Linked DNA regions of Mus musculus: regions 2, 3, 4 and 5 are each linked to region 1. Evidence: chromatin contacts called from public ChIA-PET, HiChIP or PLAC-seq and promoter capture Hi-C data. All regions are on one chromosome and are shown on one strand. Each heading gives the region's core, a stretch centred on a gene start, on an enhancer-like site or on the middle of the called end of the contact. The rest is flanking DNA. Distances are from core to core; before and after follow the strand shown.

What was found. ChIA-PET counts read pairs in DNA pulled down with a chosen protein or histone mark. HiChIP or PLAC-seq counts read pairs in DNA pulled down with a chosen protein or histone mark. Capture Hi-C pulls out chosen DNA fragments and counts their contacts.
Region 2: a contact with region 1 is called in a promoter capture Hi-C map of adipose tissue, with 2.4 times the contacts expected there. The contact joins the promoter of Slc25a36 here to the promoter of Rasa2 in region 1. A contact is called at or near these places in 1 of 39 promoter capture datasets (pre-B cells), 1 of 484 Hi-C or Micro-C datasets (nephron progenitors), 3 of 115 datasets of contacts at active chromatin or transcription factors (embryonic stem cells, memory CD8 T cells and trophoblast stem cells) and 1 of 9 other capture datasets (adipose tissue).
Region 3: an RNA polymerase II ChIA-PET map of effector CD8 T cells shows a contact between it and region 1, with 23 read pairs. The contact joins the promoter of Tfdp2 here to the promoter of Rasa2 in region 1. A contact is called at or near these places in 5 of 39 promoter capture datasets (the C10 cell line, the HPC-7 cell line, cranial neural crest and 2 more), 3 of 115 datasets of contacts at active chromatin or transcription factors (effector CD8 T cells, large pre-B cells and memory CD8 T cells) and 1 of 9 other capture datasets (liver).
Region 4: a contact with region 1 is called in an H3K4me3 HiChIP or PLAC-seq map of bone marrow-derived macrophages, with 3 times the contacts expected there. The contact joins the enhancer-like site here to the promoter of Rasa2 in region 1. A contact is called at or near these places in 9 of 39 promoter capture datasets (the 3T3-L1 cell line, the C10 cell line, the HPC-7 cell line and 5 more), 3 of 115 datasets of contacts at active chromatin or transcription factors (bone marrow-derived macrophages, embryonic forebrain and large pre-B cells) and 1 of 9 other capture datasets (embryonic stem cells).
Region 5: an H3K27ac HiChIP or PLAC-seq map of embryonic stem cells shows a contact between it and region 1, with 6 read pairs. The contact joins the enhancer-like site here to the promoter of Rasa2 in region 1. A contact is called at or near these places in 4 of 39 promoter capture datasets (the 3T3-L1 cell line, the C10 cell line, frontonasal cranial neural crest and 1 more), 2 of 484 Hi-C or Micro-C datasets (embryonic stem cells and nephron progenitors) and 4 of 115 datasets of contacts at active chromatin or transcription factors (cardiomyocytes, embryonic limb bud, embryonic stem cells and 1 more).

What each region holds. Positions count from the first base shown.
Region 1 is chr9:96,629,885-96,633,453 of GRCm38.p6, reverse strand. It overlaps Rasa2 (RAS p21 protein activator 2), which reads left to right and starts at 1,951. Exons shown (of 24, transcript NM_053268.2): 1 at 1,951-2,090. The coding sequence starts at 1,961.
Region 2 is chr9:97,109,357-97,112,925 of GRCm38.p6, reverse strand. It overlaps Slc25a36 (solute carrier family 25, member 36), which reads left to right and starts at 1,885. Exons shown (of 7, transcript NM_138756.4): 1 at 1,885-2,015. The coding sequence starts at 1,975.
Region 3 is chr9:96,194,511-96,198,079 of GRCm38.p6, reverse strand. It overlaps Tfdp2 (transcription factor Dp 2), which reads right to left and starts at 1,805. Exons shown (of 13, transcript NM_001184706.1): 1 at 1,520-1,805.
Region 4 is chr9:96,266,137-96,269,705 of GRCm38.p6, reverse strand. All of the region lies in intron 3 of Tfdp2 (transcription factor Dp 2), which reads right to left. Among named protein-coding and RNA genes, the nearest start is that of Gm39408, 16 kb to the left of the region's middle. Within about 2 kb of position 2,010, at least 14 of the 459 cell types and tissues checked have an H3K27ac peak or open chromatin away from gene starts, as enhancers often do.
Region 5 is chr9:96,329,372-96,332,940 of GRCm38.p6, reverse strand. Atp1b3 (ATPase, Na+/K+ transporting, beta 3 polypeptide) reads left to right here. Exons shown (of 7, transcript NM_007502.5): 7 at 1-286. Among named protein-coding and RNA genes, the nearest start is that of Atp1b3, 33 kb to the left of the region's middle. Within about 2 kb of position 1,845, at least 7 of the 459 cell types and tissues checked have an H3K27ac peak or open chromatin away from gene starts, as enhancers often do. A contact at or near this core is called in embryonic stem cells, where this site is marked.

The DNA of each region.
Region 1 (3,569 bases), core at 702-3,201:
ATGTATGTATACCATAATGAGTGCTTAGTGTCCCTGAAGGTCAGAAGGAGTAGGATCCCCTGGAACTAGAGTTACAGAGCATTGTGAGTTGCCACTTGGGTGCTGGGAACTCTTCTCTAAGTGCTCTAAACCCTTCAGCCATCTCTTCAGCCATTCTACCTGACAGCAGCTGTGGTTGTCTGTACTATACAAGATCCGTGCAATACTGGGAGCCAACATCCTGTGGTAGGGTGCAGGAGGATTTACAAGGATTTTTGACAGTTGACGGTTGCCGGAAGAGACATTTTCTTCAGTAGTACAGCCACTGTTAAGTTTCCTGTGCTCCTGTAATTAATCTCTCGTCTATGCTTCTGGAAACAACTCTCATAAACTCATTGAACTAAAAAAAAAAAAAAAAAGTCTTGCTGGTGTGATGACTCAGTGATTAAAGGTTCTTAATACCAAACCAGATGGCCGGGTTAATCCCTAGGAAACCCACGGTGAAAGGAGAACCACCTCCCAACAGCCATCCACTGACCTTCCAGGGGATTGGAGGGGAAGAAAGCCAGCTGGGAGGAGAGGAAGGGGGTGCAGGGGATGTGGACGGCGATGAAGAGGGTATTGAATACTATGCATACATTAAACATGTGTATGAAAACGGTATCACACCATGACTGTGTATAAGTAAGACATACCAATAAAGCATTAAACGTTTTAAAATAGAAAAAGCCAGTCTCTGGCCTGTGGTGTGTGAGCTCTGATTTGGAAAGAAAGGGAAATACCATTTGGAGTTTCTGTTTGAAACAACAAAATGCCTGGAAGGAGAGGTAAGCTCACTTTCTCCAAGGCTGTATGGTACAGGACAAGGGGCACCCTCATGCATCACCAGCTGGACTGGAAGTATTGCTCGGTAGCCTAAGACATCCAGCAAGCTTAGGTCACTCCGTCTGCCTGACTGGCCTTGGCACAAGTGGCTTCTGGGCTTGCTTGTCGTCTGTTCACTCTTCCCAGGCAGGCTCTCCTTGACTCTGTTTCCACAACTTGCTTCTTCTCTCTGTGTGCCCTTCCAGGTTGAGGTGCTCATGGTCTTGGCGCCTTCTGCCCCGTCTTTTTGCCCTAGGGCCATTCCTATATGTCTGAAAACATTCCTTGACTGGCTGACTCTAGCACCTGGCAAAGAACAACCCTGCTCTATTAAATCAGTTTCTTCCTTCTTAGGGCAGCGCAGTTAAACCTCAGGACCAGGAAATCATCCCTCTCCTCACATACCAGGGTGTTATCCACACAGTTTACTCACTGTAAATAGTTCCCTTAAGATAGTGGCAACAACTAGTTGAAGATTTACAAACTTCCCAGGGCCAATCTACTTTCTAAAAAGCCTGCTTCTGGGAGTGGGAAAGAGGTCACCGTTCCGATTCTGAAATGCAAAACTGGTGATAAACTCAAAATTTCTCTGGGTCTCAGACAGGACTGGACGGAGTCTGTGGTCCTTTTCTTGACCCAACTTTTTGCAGAGCAATGTTCCCAGAGCAAAGGTTGAGTATGTGGTTTGTCCCCCACGTGCCGCACTGCGGGAGCATCTAGACACCGCTGGAAGAGTCTCTAATACATCTCTTGACGTTTGCCAAAATGCCAAACTTTTTCCTGGAACCTGGAGTCATTCTGACTGGGGACTTTTCTTTTCCTTGAGCATCTGGGGACCTAGAGGTCCGTTCGTGGGGGACGTCCAATTCTCAGGGTTCTGGGGATCACAGCAGGGCCAGGGTTTTCCTCCTTGTGGGGGTTTCAGAGCGCCTCTCGCGACTTGCCCAGGGAGGCAAGGCGAGGCGGATGCAGGGCGGGCACGGCGCGAGGGGCGGGGCGAGTCAGCCCGAGGCCGAGGCGGGGCTACAGCGAGGCTCGATCCGGCCTAGGCCTCGCTCCGGCTCCGCCTTGCCCGGCTACGCAGGCGGTAGGGCTGGGGTAGGGGCCGGGCGGCACCATGGCGGCGGCAGCGCCTGCTGCGGCGGCTTCTCCCGAGGCGCCGGCCGTCTCGGGCAGCGCAGACCCGGAGACGGGAGACGAGGACAGTCGTGAGGTCCGAGTGCTGCAGAGCCTGCGCGGCAGGATCTGTAAGCGGGGCCGGGGCTGAGGGGACCCCCGGGGCGGCGCGGAGGGTGGGCGGCGGGCACGCGCGGGGGTGGCGGCACCGGCGGCCGCCCGGGACTGGTGAGACTGGATGGGGGTGTGTTGGGGGGAGGCGCCGCGTCGACCGACTGCCCGGCGCGGGTCGGGGCTCCCCCTCGGAGCGAGCGGGGTGAGGACCTGCACGCGCGGACCGGACCGGCGCGGCGCGAGGGGCGCTGCCTGGAGCGCGGCCTGGACGCGGGAGCCCGGGGCGCGGCCGGGGGCGCGCGGAGTTTCCGGCCTCCCTCCGACGCAGGCCTGCGGGCGGCCGCGGACGACGGGAGCGGCCCGAGGTGGGAGCCCCGTGGTAATTACAAGGGAGGCGCGGCTGGAGGAGGGAGGGAGGCCGGCTGCGGCGGGGCGGGGCCGGGCCGGGCCGGGCCGGGCGGCGGGCTGAGGAGGGGGTGTGAGCTCCCTGGGGCTCCTCTGCCAGTGCGAGGTTGAGGCGGGCGCTGGGGACTGCGGGAGCCGGTGGCGGGGGCTCCGGTGGGCGAGGCTGCGCGGGCGAGCGGGGCGCCCGGGGAGCTCGGGCGGGACACCTGTGCCCGCCCCACCTTGCCGCGGCGGGGACTTGAATCGAGAGCCGGCGTGACTGACGGTGACTTGGGGCAGGATGTAGTGGCTTCCTGTGAGCAGGTCTCAAAACTCAGTCATCCAGTCCGCGCTCAACCCACTTGATTCTCTCCCGTGCATTTGTGAGAGCCGCACCGATGAGTGTAGACTCTTACTCAGAGACGGGCCAGTTCGTTTGTCATTGCTATCCTTCCTCTTTAAAACGACCCTTTGATATTAGATCGACTTCCCCCAGCTTATTGAGATGGTCCCTTTTCACTGTATGACTGGCGAATCAGTAGAGTTTATTGTTACTTTAGTTGAAAACCTTTTTTAATTCAGATTATTTTATCCCCAGAATGAAATCGGTCTCCTAAATAATGCCTGGCTATAAGAGATATTTTATATGTTGAAAATTCAATTGTGTTAGAATGGCTGATACTGCTCTTTCTTTGGCAGAGTATAAACTTTAATTCTTAAATCTCGATGCTTCTTTTGGATTCTCCCACTTGAGTTTTTGATGTTACTCCCCTTTCAAGGATTTGGAATTTTATTAAAACCCCAGGAGCAAGCATGTTAAATGTTACTTTTCAATTCCCTGACGTCATCCTGGGACTCCCAATTCAGACACTTTTAAGTATTAAAACTTGGGAAATTACACCAGAGCAGTGGGTGTTTTGTGCGTCTTAAGTTCCCAGTATTTTAAGTTACTTTCTTAGGGTGTAAACTTTTCACAAATTAGCTTTCTTACAGTTAATATTTGCATGTATGTAATGTTTGGGAAAAGCCAAATACACTAGAATTTTCTTCCCCTACTAATTAGGTTTTTCAAATTTTTACTACTTTATATTTTTCTGTGACTTGATGCTAGA
Region 2 (3,569 bases), core at 636-3,135, 480 kb before region 1:
GAGGGCTACACAACCAGGAAAATATACTAAAACCCACCAAACCACACACACACACACACACACACACACACATATATATATATATATATATATATATATATATATATATATATATATATATATATATATATATATATATATATATATATATATACTTTTTCGGGACAGGGTTTCTCTGTGTAGCCCTGGCTGTCCTTCTGTCTACCTCTGTAGACCAGGTTGGCCTCGAACTCAGAAATCCACCTGCCACTGCCTCTCAAGTGCTGGGATTAAAGTTGTGCGCTACCACTGCCCGGCTAAACCACACATTTTAAAGAGACATGTGTCCTGGGAGTTGTGTCTCAACACAACTGCCATATAAAGAAAATACCCGTTGGATGTCTTGCGGAAATCTTTGTCATTTGGCTAGGGTTGTCGTCACTCTTTGTGTCCGCTCTTCCAGTTTTGCCCCTTTGTCATCCTTTCCCGCTCTAATAGACTGTTCTCATTTCAACAGTAAAGCTCAGAAGTCAGGCTGTACTGGGGGTGAGTTGGGTAAGCCCTGGGCCAAGGACTTTGGTTGCAGTGCCCCTCCCCCAACAATAATAATCAGATAAGGAACACTCTGCACTGCTGAAATGCTTTAAGTAATTTACACACTCAGTCCTTTACAGTGGCATGGACATTTGCAGTCTGTACGTTTTGTAGGAATTTAGTTGCCGGACAACACGGAGAGAGCTAAAGCAGTTAGAATTTTGTCAAGTTGTGCCCGTAAGTGGCTCTGGAAAATTTCATGTGGGCTGGAAAGGGTGATGGGGCCCCTGCAAATGGAAGGGCAGTTTTATGGGGGAGGGGGATGAAGAGAAAGAAATAATGAGATATATTTCTGTTCCTTCTGTGTGATTAGCATATTGATATCTATTTATTTTATTTTGACGATTCATCTGTACCTTGCAAATAAGCAGTTAACAAAAAATTGAAATAATGGCCATTTTCTAGAGAAAGAAAACTTTCCCTAGTCCAACATATACATGTAAGAAATGTGTTGATTAGTAAAATAAGTAGCTGGTTTATTCCTGTAGTAAACCTTCACATTTTAATCTACTTGCCTTTTATTGAACACTTTTCCCTCATGTGACTCTACCTTAGACCTGTCAGGAATTCTCCGTCAGCATTCCATCTCAGGAATGTTCCACAGAGTGTGGACCGCCTTTAATCCCTTCACTTGGGAGTCTAAGGCTTGCACAGGTCTCTGAGTTGGAGGGCAAGCCCCAGAGAGCAGCCAGGGTTGGTCTCAAAGTGAGATTTTGCATCTCTTTCCTGACCAAAAAACAAAAAACAAACAAAAAAAAAAAACCAAAAAAACCCGATTTATCTCGCCACTCCACAACAGATCCCAATTTAACGCTTATGTTTAATGATCATGTTTAATGCCGTGCTGTTTGTGAGAGTGCAAGCGAGTATATTCGCACAAGTGATTTCCAAGGCAAACACGGGGAAACAGAAAGGCTCAGTTCTAAACCCAAAAACTTGCTGTGGCCCTGGGCCGCTAGGGTTTTATCCTAGATCGTCAAGAGCCGGCCAGCGCAGGTTAAGTGGCGAGGGCTGAGCGACCTGCTGATCAGCGCATCGGATGAGAGTGCGAGCCGACCCACTACGCACCAGCAAGCATTCCCGTCCTGCCCCACGGCCCTTCATTGAAGAGCCCCCTGGGCGATCACGTGAAAGAGGCGTGCGAACCTCGTGACGTCACGCGGCCTAAGCCAATAGGAGCTTCTGTTTATGTAGGGACCTCCGACTCCTCACGACTCTCACTGCGCAGTCCGACGGAGCTCGCTGGAGCAGGAACCCCGTGGGGTGGGTTCGCGGGTGGCCTTCCGCAGCGGCGGCTCCGCCCACTCCCTTGCGTCCCCCTTCTTGGCCCTCGCCGCTGGCCGTGGCGGCCTGCTGGGTCCGCGTCCCGCCTCTACTCCCGGAGGACATGCAGAAGAGAGAATGAGCCAGAGGGACACGCTGGTGCATCTGTTTGCCGGGGGGTAAGGTCGCTGGGGCGCGCGGGCTGGAGGCCACGGGCCTGCGAAGGCCACGCCGAGCCTGGGCGGGGGCAGGGCGTGAGTCGCGGCCTAGCTCGTCCGGTACTGCGCGACAGCGGAGGCACACGGACCCGGACCTCGCGGAGGAGGCTCGGCCATGGCGACAAAATGGGAGCAGGCTCGGCCTCCCCGTCCCGCACGACTGGGCCTCACGTTGCCCACGTTCGCGGGCGACCTTGTTTCCGGCCGCCGCTGCGCCTTTGCTGCTGGCCGGCGTCGTAGCCGGCGGGGAAGGCGTTGCAGTGCTCGCCCGCGGTGCGCAGAGGTTATTTCCAGCTTCGGAAAATTTTCTCTCCCTTGCCTGCCCCGGTTTGCGGGAGATGGTGCAAAAGTGGCAGTGACTTTGAAATCAATCAATCTCTCTTTCTTTTCTTTTCTTTTCTTTTCTTTTCTTTTCTTTTCTTTTCTTTTCTTTTCTTGAGATGGGAAGGCAACCCCCTCCCCCCCCCCCCCGACCCTTCAGCACTGCCTGCTTTGGAGAAGGGGTATGGATGGTTTGAGAGAAGGCGACTACTAAATGAAATCATTATATATGTGTACAGGATTAGTGTGGAGCCCGAAGTCTGGTTTGCTGATCCCCCAGCTACAGCCATTTTGCTGAGCCAAGTTTGTTCCTCCATTCGATATGTTCCTTCCCAGTTATTTAGAGAAATAATAGAGCAACGTTAAGACTTTTACCTGCAAGACTATAAAGTTGTCACAAAAAATCGCTATGGTGAATTAACTTTTTAACCTATATAACAGAATAAAGTAGTATTTTAAAGTTTGGTGGTTTGATTCTTGGATCAGCCACTTTAAGGGATACATACATATATGTATGCATTCTTTGCATGGTTGTTTGCTTTGAGTTAATGTGTGGAGATTCTGTTGCCAATATGACAGTACTTTACATTGTTGTCACACATTTCATTCAACATTTATGATTCACCAATTTTGAACGGTCCACTATTCTGCCATTAAAGCAACTACTAATTTTATGAGGAGCAGTTTGCCTTTTGTGTTTCTAAAATGCTTCCTGCCAGTAAAGGGCTAATTTAATTTCTGCAGTACCTGTACTTGGCACCTGCTAGTCAAGTTCTCTGCCACTGGGCTCCATCCTCGGGCCCTTAGAACATTTTTTTTTCTGTTGTTTTGTTTTTGTTTTTCGAGACAGGGTTTCTCTGTGTAGCCCTGGCTGTCCAGGAACTGACTCTGTAGACCAGGCTGGCCTCGAACTCAGAAATCCGCCTGTCTCTGCCTCCAAAGTGCTGGGATTAAAGGTGTGTGCCACCACTGCCTGGTCCCTTAGAACATTTTATTAATCTCTCTTTCCCTCTCTCCTCCCCCCTCTTTCTCCGAGTGTGTGTGTTGGGGGGGGGGGCGGAGTAGGAGAAAGTAAGGATAGCATCTTGTAGTTGGATTTCTACTTGTAGTTAGATCTTCTGAAAGTTAGAAGACCATAGATGTAGTTCAGGTTGGTATTTTAATTTGTTTTGAGTTAAGAAATAGAAGTCTTTA
Region 3 (3,569 bases), core at 556-3,055, 440 kb after region 1:
TACTAAGTCTCGGGACTTTCTTAACAAATGTTAAGTGCTGCATTCCTGACTCTGCAACCACATGCCAGCACTGGCTACTGACACCATATCTGCCATAACACTAAACTAGTTCCAAGGCACAAGATGTTCTAAAACTAACTCTGCCCAGAGCCAGTACACAAGCGTGACAGAACCTGGGGTCTGGCCGGCGCCTTTATCTCCTGATGCAATTTGAGAATGGACACTTACATGAATTCCAGCAATGGGATAGTGGTAAAGCCTTAGTAAATCGTAAGATAATCAGTGACTGGAAGAGGCAAGATGCAAAACAAACATTTTATACTCAACTTTGAATTCTGCCACAGTGGAAAAGAGGCTAATGACTTAAACCATACTGCCTAGTTACGATGACTTCAAACCATTAGGAGAACAGAAAACAAATGACCCAGAAAAATTCTAAGTCAAATGAAACACAGCAGCTGGCTCTGTAGAGGGGTGTTTTCTAACCTGTGGGTCATGACCCCTTTCTAAAGGGAGTCGTTCTTGCCTAAGACCATCGGAAAACCTAAATATTTACATTGCAATTCATAACAGTAGCAAAATTACAGTTATGAAGTAGCAACAAAATGCTTTTATGGTTGGGGTCAGGTCACAGCATTAGGAAGGTTGAGAACTGCTGGCCTAGAGGAGGCAGGATAAGGGGTTGGAGCCCCTTGAGATGAAAGGAGGAAAGACAGAAGTCGCCAAAGGCTCAAAGGTACTTTCAACGAATGCTATGGAAAAAGAATGCAAAGTAAACATTTTGCTAGGCCAGGCTACAAGCCTGGTAACGATTTCAGCCGAAAAGGTGAAACAACATGGGGTCCAGAGTCTCCTCCAGCATCCAGGGTTACGTTATGCATTTAGTAGAAGTGAGCTTTGTTTCAAGTGCATTCCGGAGATTAGCCCTTTTCTCTCTCCCAACACCCTCCCCGTCCTCGCATAGGCAGATGTGGCTCACAGATGAACAAACTGAGCCCACACAAAGCACCGGAACACGGGCGAGTGAGTGTCCACGCACTTCACTGTGCCACCTCTCGGCGGAGCCCACAGTCACTTTCCCGCTGCTCTGTGCACAGCAACCAGGGCCTTGTGCAGAATTCCTCCCAGAACTTGGGCCGAGAAAGTAACCTCTACTTGAAAGGAAAAGTTCTCTTGGGGGAACCTGGGGGTCTTCCAGGTAGGGAGAGCTTTGGAACTCTGCAAAAGCACCCCGCAGAAACAGACTGGAGGATGGTGGATCACGAAGGGAGGAGGGAAAGTCAGAAGATCTGAGTGAGAAGCCCAAGTCAGCCCTTGCCCTTCCTGATCCCGGGTGATGGCGAGCCCGCGGGCTCCGGAGCCTCATCAGGTATTCCAGGGTTGCTTGGCCCCGCTGCAGAGAAATCCTGAGGACAAGCTGAGACTCCCGGGACAGGGCAGGGGAGAGCCGGCCGGCGGGGGGCCACGCCCGGTCCAAAGGCCCCTGGCGCGCAGGCCCGCGCCCTTTCCGGGACCTTACCGCAGCTTGGTGCAGAGGGGCCGCCGCCGGTCCACACAGCCCTCGGCCCACTCCCGGGGAGACGCTTCTTCGCGAGCCGCCGCTCCTCAGGCAGAGCCAGGTCCGCTCGGAGCAAGCTCCCGGCCGCGCAGCCGCGGTCTTCGCGCGCGTCGGAAGCCTGCAGTGCAGGAAGGGTCAAGGCGCGCCCCGCGTGCCAGGCAGCGACGGCCGCACAGCCCAGCGCGCCCGACGCCGTCCGCCCTCAGCGACACGGCCGCGGCGGCGCCGCTTCCCCCGCGCTCGCTTTGGCGGCGGAGCAGCACGGTGAGCGCCGATTGGCCCTCGGCTGGCATGACGCGCGCCGACGCTCTCCACGGATTGGCCGGGCCGCAGTGCGTGTAGGGAGTAAACAAAACCCGCCCCCAGGCTCGCCCCCAGGGCCAGAGGCGGAGGTGGGCGGCGGGCTTGCGGGAGCCTGCCCTGGTCTTTTGACCTCCAAAGCCACTCTCCGCTAGGGGCCGCCCTGAGGCTCTGCCTGCCGCTGGACCCCTGCCACCTAGAGGGCAGCCAGGCTCGCCCTTCCCCCTCCACCACATCAGCCCCTCTCCTCACCTCCACCCACCACCTCGCTTCTCTCAGCTCTAAAGTATGGTTCTCTTTTCCATCCCATCTCTCGGAAAGAAACCGGAACTAGGTCCTTACATCTGGACCATAGACCTCTGATGGGCCACTGCTCCAGGAACACTCGGAAGGCAGAGGGATAAGTGACCCTGAGGCCACACGTGGACCACTGTGGAGGTTGGTCATGCTTCAATTCCTGGGAAAGTGTAGCAATAAATTAAGGCCAGATGCCTTAATTTCGAAGTTGAACCGAAAAAGTTGGAGGCACACACTCTCAAATACCCAGTCATTTATTAAGAAATTCAGGTTGGCTTAGTGGCTCATGTCTTTAACCCCAGCACTCCTGAGGCAGACACTAGCATATCTCTTTAAGTCTAAGGCCAGCCTAGTCAACACAGTGAGTTCTGAGCCAGCCAGGGCTAGACACTTTGACCCTGCCCCCACCCCTCCAAAAAAAGGTGTTTCCCCCTTTCAAGTGCATGGATCCTGTATGAACTGTAGCTAATGTGGACGTTTGGAAGTAAGATAAGAAAATCCGACTTTAAAATACTTTGATCTTTTTCATTTTAATTTCCTCATAGCTCTATGAGCCAAATACTATTTATGATGCTAGGGCTGTGTGTACAAAAGAGACAAAAATTCTTGGCATAATTGAGCTTATGTTCCAGTGAGGTAGGAAAGATGCTTCTTAAAGTTCTTTAAAAAAAAATTCAGTGGTGTGATAAGGGAAACAACTCTGAGAGGGGGCTATTGATGTAAATACCAGCCCCAGAGTGTCAGCTCATGGTCTGGGTGGCAGAGTCGGGAGTTTAGACCAACTGAGTCTACATGAGATCCTTTCTCAAAAACATTAGATAGATAGATAGATAGATAGATAGATAGATAGATAGATAACAGTGAGATCCTTTCTCAAAAAATGATGATGTACATAGGTAGAAACTAAGGCAAGCAGACAGAAAAAATGCATAATGAGGTGAGGAAGCCAAGAGCAAACACCCTTGGCTTTCTCTTTGGAAGATTTGGAGACTATTTCTAGACAATTGTTATGGGTAAAATCCCAAAATTCCAAACATACAGTAATCCAAAAGTCTCAACTGAATGATTGCCTTTTGCACTGACAAGTGAATGTGGATTTATTTAATTTCCGCAGGAAACGTTGTTAAGGTATTGTGTTAAGCTTATTTAATAAATACTTAGCATGCTAGGTAATCGTGGTGAGCACCGTTAGTCCCAGCACTTGGGAAGCAGAGGTAGGTAGACCTCTGAGTTTCAGGCCAACCTAGCCTACAAAGTGGGTTCCAGGACAGCCAAGGATACACAGAGAAGCCCTGTCTCAAAACAAACAAACAAACAAACAAATTAGCAATCCTAGCATTAAGGATAAAAAGTCAGCATGACAGAAATAAGTCTTTACTTCAATCCAGTAGTGAAAAATTATGAAGCCCCTCAA
Region 4 (3,569 bases), core at 761-3,260, 360 kb after region 1:
CCAATAAGACCAGAGTTACATAGTGATCACATTTAAATAAGCAATTTGTAGCCACTTGCTGCCTGACTAAAATTACCAAGTTATAGTTTAAACCTGTAATTAGTTATACCATTTTGCAATAAAATGACATTTGAAACAGAAAAAAAAAGCCTTAAGTTCTTATATAAAGACTGTACCATCTGCAGCTCTCGCTCCTTCTTGTTATGTCCATGCCCATTCCCACCATTTCAAGCGGTTCTCAGAGGCTAGGCACTTGCTTCACTGCGCACTAAACAACGTGTCTATATGTTCAAACCATTCGCCAGAGAAGTGGATGTCTTCTGGCCTACGTGTGCCACACATGCATGCATGCATATATTTTAAGTAGATATAACCTATTATTTACAACAACCACAAGGAAGGAAGAATACAAAAAAGGCTGGGCATAGAAGTTTATAATCTCAGCACTCGAGTTGAAATAATTTCAACTCCAGTATTTGCTACATAGTGAATTTCAGGTCAAAATGGGATACAAAGTGAGATTTTTGTCAATCAATCAATCAATCAATCAATAAATAAATTTAAGGTAATACAAAGGATGAACTAGCAAGACGACTTAGCAAATAAAAGCACATACAGCCAGGTTTCCCCTGAGGAAAACAGTAGAACAGATTCTTACAAGTCCTAACTTCTACACTTTTTACCACTGTGTGTTTGTGTGTGTGTGTGTGTGTGTGTGTGTGTGAGTATGTGTGAGTGTGTGTGTGTGTGTGTGTGTGTGAGAGTGTGTGTGTGTGAGTGTGTGTGTGTGTGTGTGAGTGTGTGTGAGAGTGTGTGAGTGTGTGTGTGTGTGTGTGTGTGTGTGAGTGTGTGTGAGAGAGTGTGTGTGTGTGTGTGTGTGTGTGTATCTGAAAGTGCACTGTAATCTCGGCAATCAGGCATTCAAGGCCATTCTCAGCTACATGGGGAACTCAAACCAACCAACAAAATAAAAGCTATATAATGATTTTTCCTAAGAATTCTCCTGTCTTTCTACTAGTTGTTAGTCACTTATTGTAGGATCTCTTCAAATAATGAAGGAATAAGATTATTTTGTTATGCTTGCAGCAAATGTTTTTTCCAATTTTATAGTTTTTGCTGTGTGTTGTTTTTCCCCGAGACAGGATCCCATTTCGTAGTTTAGTCTTTCCTAAAACTAGATAGATAGCCCAGGCTGTTCTCCCAGCAACTCTCCTGCCTCACTCAGCCCCCCGTAAGTAATGGGATTACAAGGTGTGAGCCAGCAGGTCTGTCTTTCCCTTTCCTTTTTGAGACCTGCCTTGCCTTGGTGCCCAGTAGTTCTGTCTCAGCTCCCCATGCACTGGAATTACAGGATGAGCCACCATACTCGACAGGTTTTGTTTTATATTTAATTCTCCACATATTGCTTTGGAAGTAGTCAACTTTATAAACCTTTTCTCTTAAATTTTTTTAGTATGAAAATGAAGGAGGTCAAAGTAATAATGATTACTTTTGTTCTCCAATCTGAAGTACACATTATACGTGGGTCGACGGATGGAGACGCAGACAGGGATAGGGGTGCAGGCACGCTCACACACAGTCACAGACTCCTTAACAGTTGCATTTCTGATTGCATGCTATTCTTACAAACCACTAGTACACGTACAAAGGTTTATTAAGAAGGACGAGGCACACGTCTAGTCCTCGCTTTAACATGGTAAAGTCACTCTCCTCCAAACACTTGCCTCGCCCACCAGTAGTCTGCTGTACCTCCTTCTTCACTCCATTCTTTATACTTAGTCAAAACGTGATTTTGTTCTTTTTTCTATTATCTTATTCAGTCTTAGAAATACTTAATTCTTAATTTTCCATGTCTCTTCCATCAGCCTGATTAATACTTATTTTGGTACATCATTTGCAGCCTGGCTCACCTAGTCCATTCTAACTGTCCTTCCCTATGTGTCTGGTTACACTGTGCACTGCACAGGGAGTGGTGACATGAGTTCTCATTCAAAATGCATTTCAGGGATCCACTGGACACCTACTGAGCCAAAAACTAAGTAGAAATTCATGTTTTTAAAAGAGCTTCAACTGATTGGGAAGAACTACTGTGTTTCAAATTAAGAAAATAATAGTTTTTCTACCCCACTGAATTTACTTTTATAAAAGAGAAGGTGCTTGCTTAGTAATCCGTGTCTCCAATCCCTTTGTACATGTTCTAGGGTCTCAATGCTCATCCCATCTCTAACCATTCTGTGGCAAGTTAGCTTTGTTCCTAGGCCCCGTGAAGAGAAGGAACAGAAAGCAGCGCGTTTTATCTCAGACAAACAGCCACTGAGTGGCTGCAGGAGATGGAGGTGGCTGGGTGTGACCACAGGATCAGAACTTATGGCTGTAAAAATGCTCAAAACTTAATTGGAAATTAATCTCACAAAGCTTATGAGTTCCTCTCAGATGGCATCCAGATTGTATAAACAAATAAATCGTTCTTAATTTACACTCAAGTAAGAGATTTTCTATTTATAAAAGTTTAGAATAATTAGAAATAGATCTTAAATTAAAAAGTTGGGATCTAAAAATTTTCTAATTTAGGACATAAGTTCAAAACAGAATAAAATTATCCATGAATTAGGAGTCATAGGCATTTCTTCTCCTTAGAAAATAAAAAAGGGATCACTGTGATCCATAGTGTCCTAAGTAGGTCACTCAGACTTCTGAGGGCTATTTGTGTCCTCACTGACAAGAAGATCTACACTACAGGAAGATCATTGAAGCTTCCTATAGCAACAGTTCTTTACATACATACATACATACATACATACATACATACATACATACATACATTCATTGCAGGAGTGCTATAAGCATGGAGATCAGACGACAACTTGCAGTTGTTTCTCTCCTTCCACCACATGGGTTCTAGAAAGCAAAACTCATCAGGCTGGGCTGGGTGGCAAACACCTTTACCCACAGAGCCTTTCTGCCAGTCCTGTATTTTTAGAAGACTACAAAAAGCAAGAAATCTTATTGTTATAGATCAACATCAACAAAATTTATTGTGTACAAAAACTTATTCATACCCAGGCCTCGTGAAAGGCCTGCAATCCTAGCTACTAGAGACTCTGAGTCCAAAGGATTGACGTTTGCAGGTCTGCCTAAGCACTTACTGAGGTCCTTCCTTAAAAGGTAAGAGGCCAGCAAGATGCTTTGATGGACTGAAATACCCGCCAACCCCATTTTGATCCATGGAAACACATTTTTCTCTGACCTCCACACATGTGCATAGTATGCTCATGTACAGACAGAAACATACAAGACAAATGTTTAAAAATACTTTTTTGTTTTGTTTGAGACAAGGTCTATTATGTAGTCCTGGAACTTCGTATGGAGACCAGGCTAGCCTTGAACTCACAGAGATCCACCTGCTTATGCCTCCCAAGTGCTGGGATTAAAGGTGTGCACCACCACATCCAGCTCAAACAAACAAACAAACAAACAAACAAACAAACAAACACAACCTTTTTTTTAAGTGAAAAAGGATGTGTCTCAATGGTCAGAGTTCTTGACTAGATTATACAAGGCTATAGATT
Region 5 (3,569 bases), core at 596-3,095, 300 kb after region 1:
TTCTGTTGTAGTACATATTTAAAAATACTATTGGGCTGACTTTGAGTGTTGGAATCAAGTCTTCCACATTCGGGTATCTTAGACACAGGGATGAAACAGCATTTAAATTAGGTGAATGTGCACCGATTTTTGTTGTTGTTGTTGTTTTGTTTTTTGAATGAATGAAATTCCCAAGATATAAATTGTATAGTTTTTCAAACTGTCTTGTTAAGTGCTTTTATTTAGTAGACTGTGGACCCTAATAAAAACAAATTGTGAAATACAAAAACTTCAAACTGATTTAAAACTTGGAACACATGATGGAGTCTTCTTTCACATCCTGACTGGAGCCCTGGACTGTCCTTGTCGTCTCGGGTGGATTCTTGCTGGAACTGTAGTAACTGGAGCCCTTTCTGTTCTGAGGAGAGGGCCTCCATTTGACCCATGGGTTTCATTCACACGTATGTATGTATGTATGTATGTATGTATGTATGTATGTATGTATGTATGTTTGAATGAAAGCTTTTTGTTTGTTGGTTTGGTTTGGTTTGGTTTGGTTGGTTAGCATGCATGTATGTGAGCTGCCTGAGCTCCCGGTGAGTGTGGAGGCCAGAGAAGTGTTGAATCCCCCTGTGACTCAGGGCAGTTGTGAGCGGTCATGTAAGTACTTGCTCTTAAGCCTACATCCTTGGATGGAGAGCTCAACCACTGAGCTGTCTCCAGCTTCTCATTTATGGTTTTATCTCTCATTTATTATCTTTTTTTTTTATGTTTACTTATGTATATGAGTACACTGTAGCTGTCTTCAGACACACCAGAAGAGGGCATCAGATCTCATTACAGATGGTTGTGAACCACCATGTGGTTGCTGGGATTTGAACTCAGAACCTCTGGAAGAGCAGACAGTGCTCTTAACCACTGAGCCATCTCTCCAGCCCCCTCATTCCCCCCCCCCCCCCCCCCCCCCGAGACAGGGTTTCTCTTCTCTGTGTAGCCCTCACTGTCCTGGAACTTACTTTGTAGACCAGGCTGGCCTTGAACTCAGAAATCCGCCTTCCTCTGCCTCCCAAGTGCTGGGATTAAAGGCGTGCGCCACCACCGCCCGGCTATCCTCATTTTTCTAAGAGCTGTTTTTTATCATGGATGGTGCAGAGCCACATTCTGAGGCTTTCAGTGGTCTGCAAGCCAGACCTGGTGGGGCAAGAACCCAACTGTCTCAGGTTGGCTATGTGGGAAAGCTGAGGGAATTAGGTGGCCTTGCCAGCCAGGTGGCACCGCTGTACTTTGGAGGTGGACATTCTCCACTTTGTCATCAACAAAACTCCGTGATGCCTGAAAATTTAAAGGTGACCTTTCCTGGACTTGGACTTTTCCTTTGTGCTTTTTCTGTCTCTTGATTTTGCTGGGTGGTTTCACATGGCCTTGGATTAAGTCACTGTTCTGTTGCTGGGAAGAGACACCATGGTCAAGGCAGCTGTTACAAGAGAAAACATTCATTTGGGAGCTTGCTTATAGTTACAGAGGTGCTCTGGTGGAAAGCAGCGGGCAGGCACTGAAGCAGTGACGTCACACCCTGATCTGCGGGCAGAAGGAAACATGGAGTGGCATGGCCTTTGAAACCTCCAAGTCCACCCTCAGTGACAATTTCTTCTAAGAAGGCCACACCTGATCCTCTCAGTGCCACTCCCTGGCGACTAAGCATTTATATATATGAGCCTCTGGGGCCATTACTCAAGCCACCACAGCCATCCTGCCTCGGCTTCCCAGTTCATATTGAGAAAGTAAAGTAAGGATGGATAATTTGTAGCCTGGCACACGTACCAGACATCACCCTGAGCAACAGTTCTGTGAGACCAGGCTGTCCTGGTCTGCGGAGTAGGAACGGCAGGCCTGCAACCGAGCGGTGCCGACAGTAGGGCAGATCCTGAGTCGGCAGGTTTGGCTCAGGCACCATTTCATTAAATAGTTGTGAACTTAACTAAAGCCTAAGGCCTGGGGATGTTAGGTCAGGGCTTGCCGAGTATGTATGAGGCACGGGATTTGACCCCAGATACATGGGGCTGCAGTCTCGGAGCTAGTGAGTGAGTGCAGGAGCTGGAGAGACAGGCAGCAGAGAGCAGCGGGGACCTCCCAGAACCACCCACAAAGTGGTTCACAACTCCACTGCCAGAGGGCATCCTTCTATCCTCTTCTGGTCTCCTCAGACGCCATGCACATACGTGACAAAACGTCTAAAGTTAAAAAGTTTAAAGCAGAGTAGATCTGTAACCGAGAGCAAAGCTGTCATCTCGAGGTGGATTTTGAAGACTTGGGGCATAGATCCTAAGTCTTAACTGGTTTTCTTTCTGGTTCAGTTTTTGGACTTGGTCCAGTCCTGCCATGTGACTTCAGCTGACCTCAAGTCTTCAGGTTGTTTTGTTTTTTTGTTTTTTCATCTGCTGAACTTAGGAGTGCCTGCTTAACTTGAAGCATACTGAGTGAAAGGACACAGCCTATTCGAGTTCATTAACCCAAAGGGAACAAGAGAGGGCCTAGGAGTTAGCTCGGTTACACAGATGGCAGCGCTGGGTATGGGCAGAGGTGGTGCTCAGGAACAGGTCATTCCAAATGTCCCTCTGGATCTATTGTGGAAATGTTTTGGGAGGCAGAATGAGCTGGGTCTATGTCCTGTGGGTAATGAGGTGGATTTAGGAGTGTAGGGTAGTTGAGTCTGTGTTCTGTGGATAATAAGGTGGACCGGGAATGGGAGCCATAGGCCAATTGGCATCTGCTCCAGGCTTTCCTCAGAATGTAGGATATACACAATGTTGTCTGTGCATTTCGCTCTCTGGCGTGGTATGATTGATCCAGCAGCCTCCTCTGCAGGCTGTTCCCTCAGACCACAGAAAAGGATGACCCAGTCAGCTTGCACTTCAGTCACTGAGCCCAGCACTTAGCCCAACTGGACAGGAGATGGAGAAGGTTTGGTGTCCGTTAGTTGATTGAATCGTGGTATTTTGAAACAGTGTAATATTCCTAATGAAAGGAAAAATTGGGGGTACTTTTAAAAAGAGTTCCAAGCTGTTTTCTATGTGGGTCTAGGAGCTGGAAAGTTTTATATTGGTTACAAAATTACTGTAATCCCCCTTTGACTACTTGGGCTTCCAGGTTTTTTCTGTTTTTTGGAGCAGGCACCTATCTGTGTGCTTAGTCCTACCCAGAAGGCTCTACTAGGATTCAAAGTAGTTTCCTTCAGGTGTTTGGATCCAAGCCTTGCGGGGATGCCTGGCACTGAAAGTAACACCTCCGTGGAGGCCATCCCACAGTCGGGTCATGAGACAAACAGCATGCGCCAGCTTCCATTTTGAACAGAAGTAGAGAACTGGCTATTCCATTTGTTTGCTTAGAAATCTTGGGCAAACTGCTTAGCTGCTGCGCTACAGTTATCTGCAAAGTGAATCCCACCATTGAGAGTAGTCAGAGCACACTGTGACATACACACTCTAGTGCTGCACCTCCTTTTGAGGCTGTGGGTTTGCTGAGAGCATCCTCCTGCAAAATGAAGATGACCCTGCTGTTTGGCTGCTGAGACGGAGTGTTTGTTGCTTGGA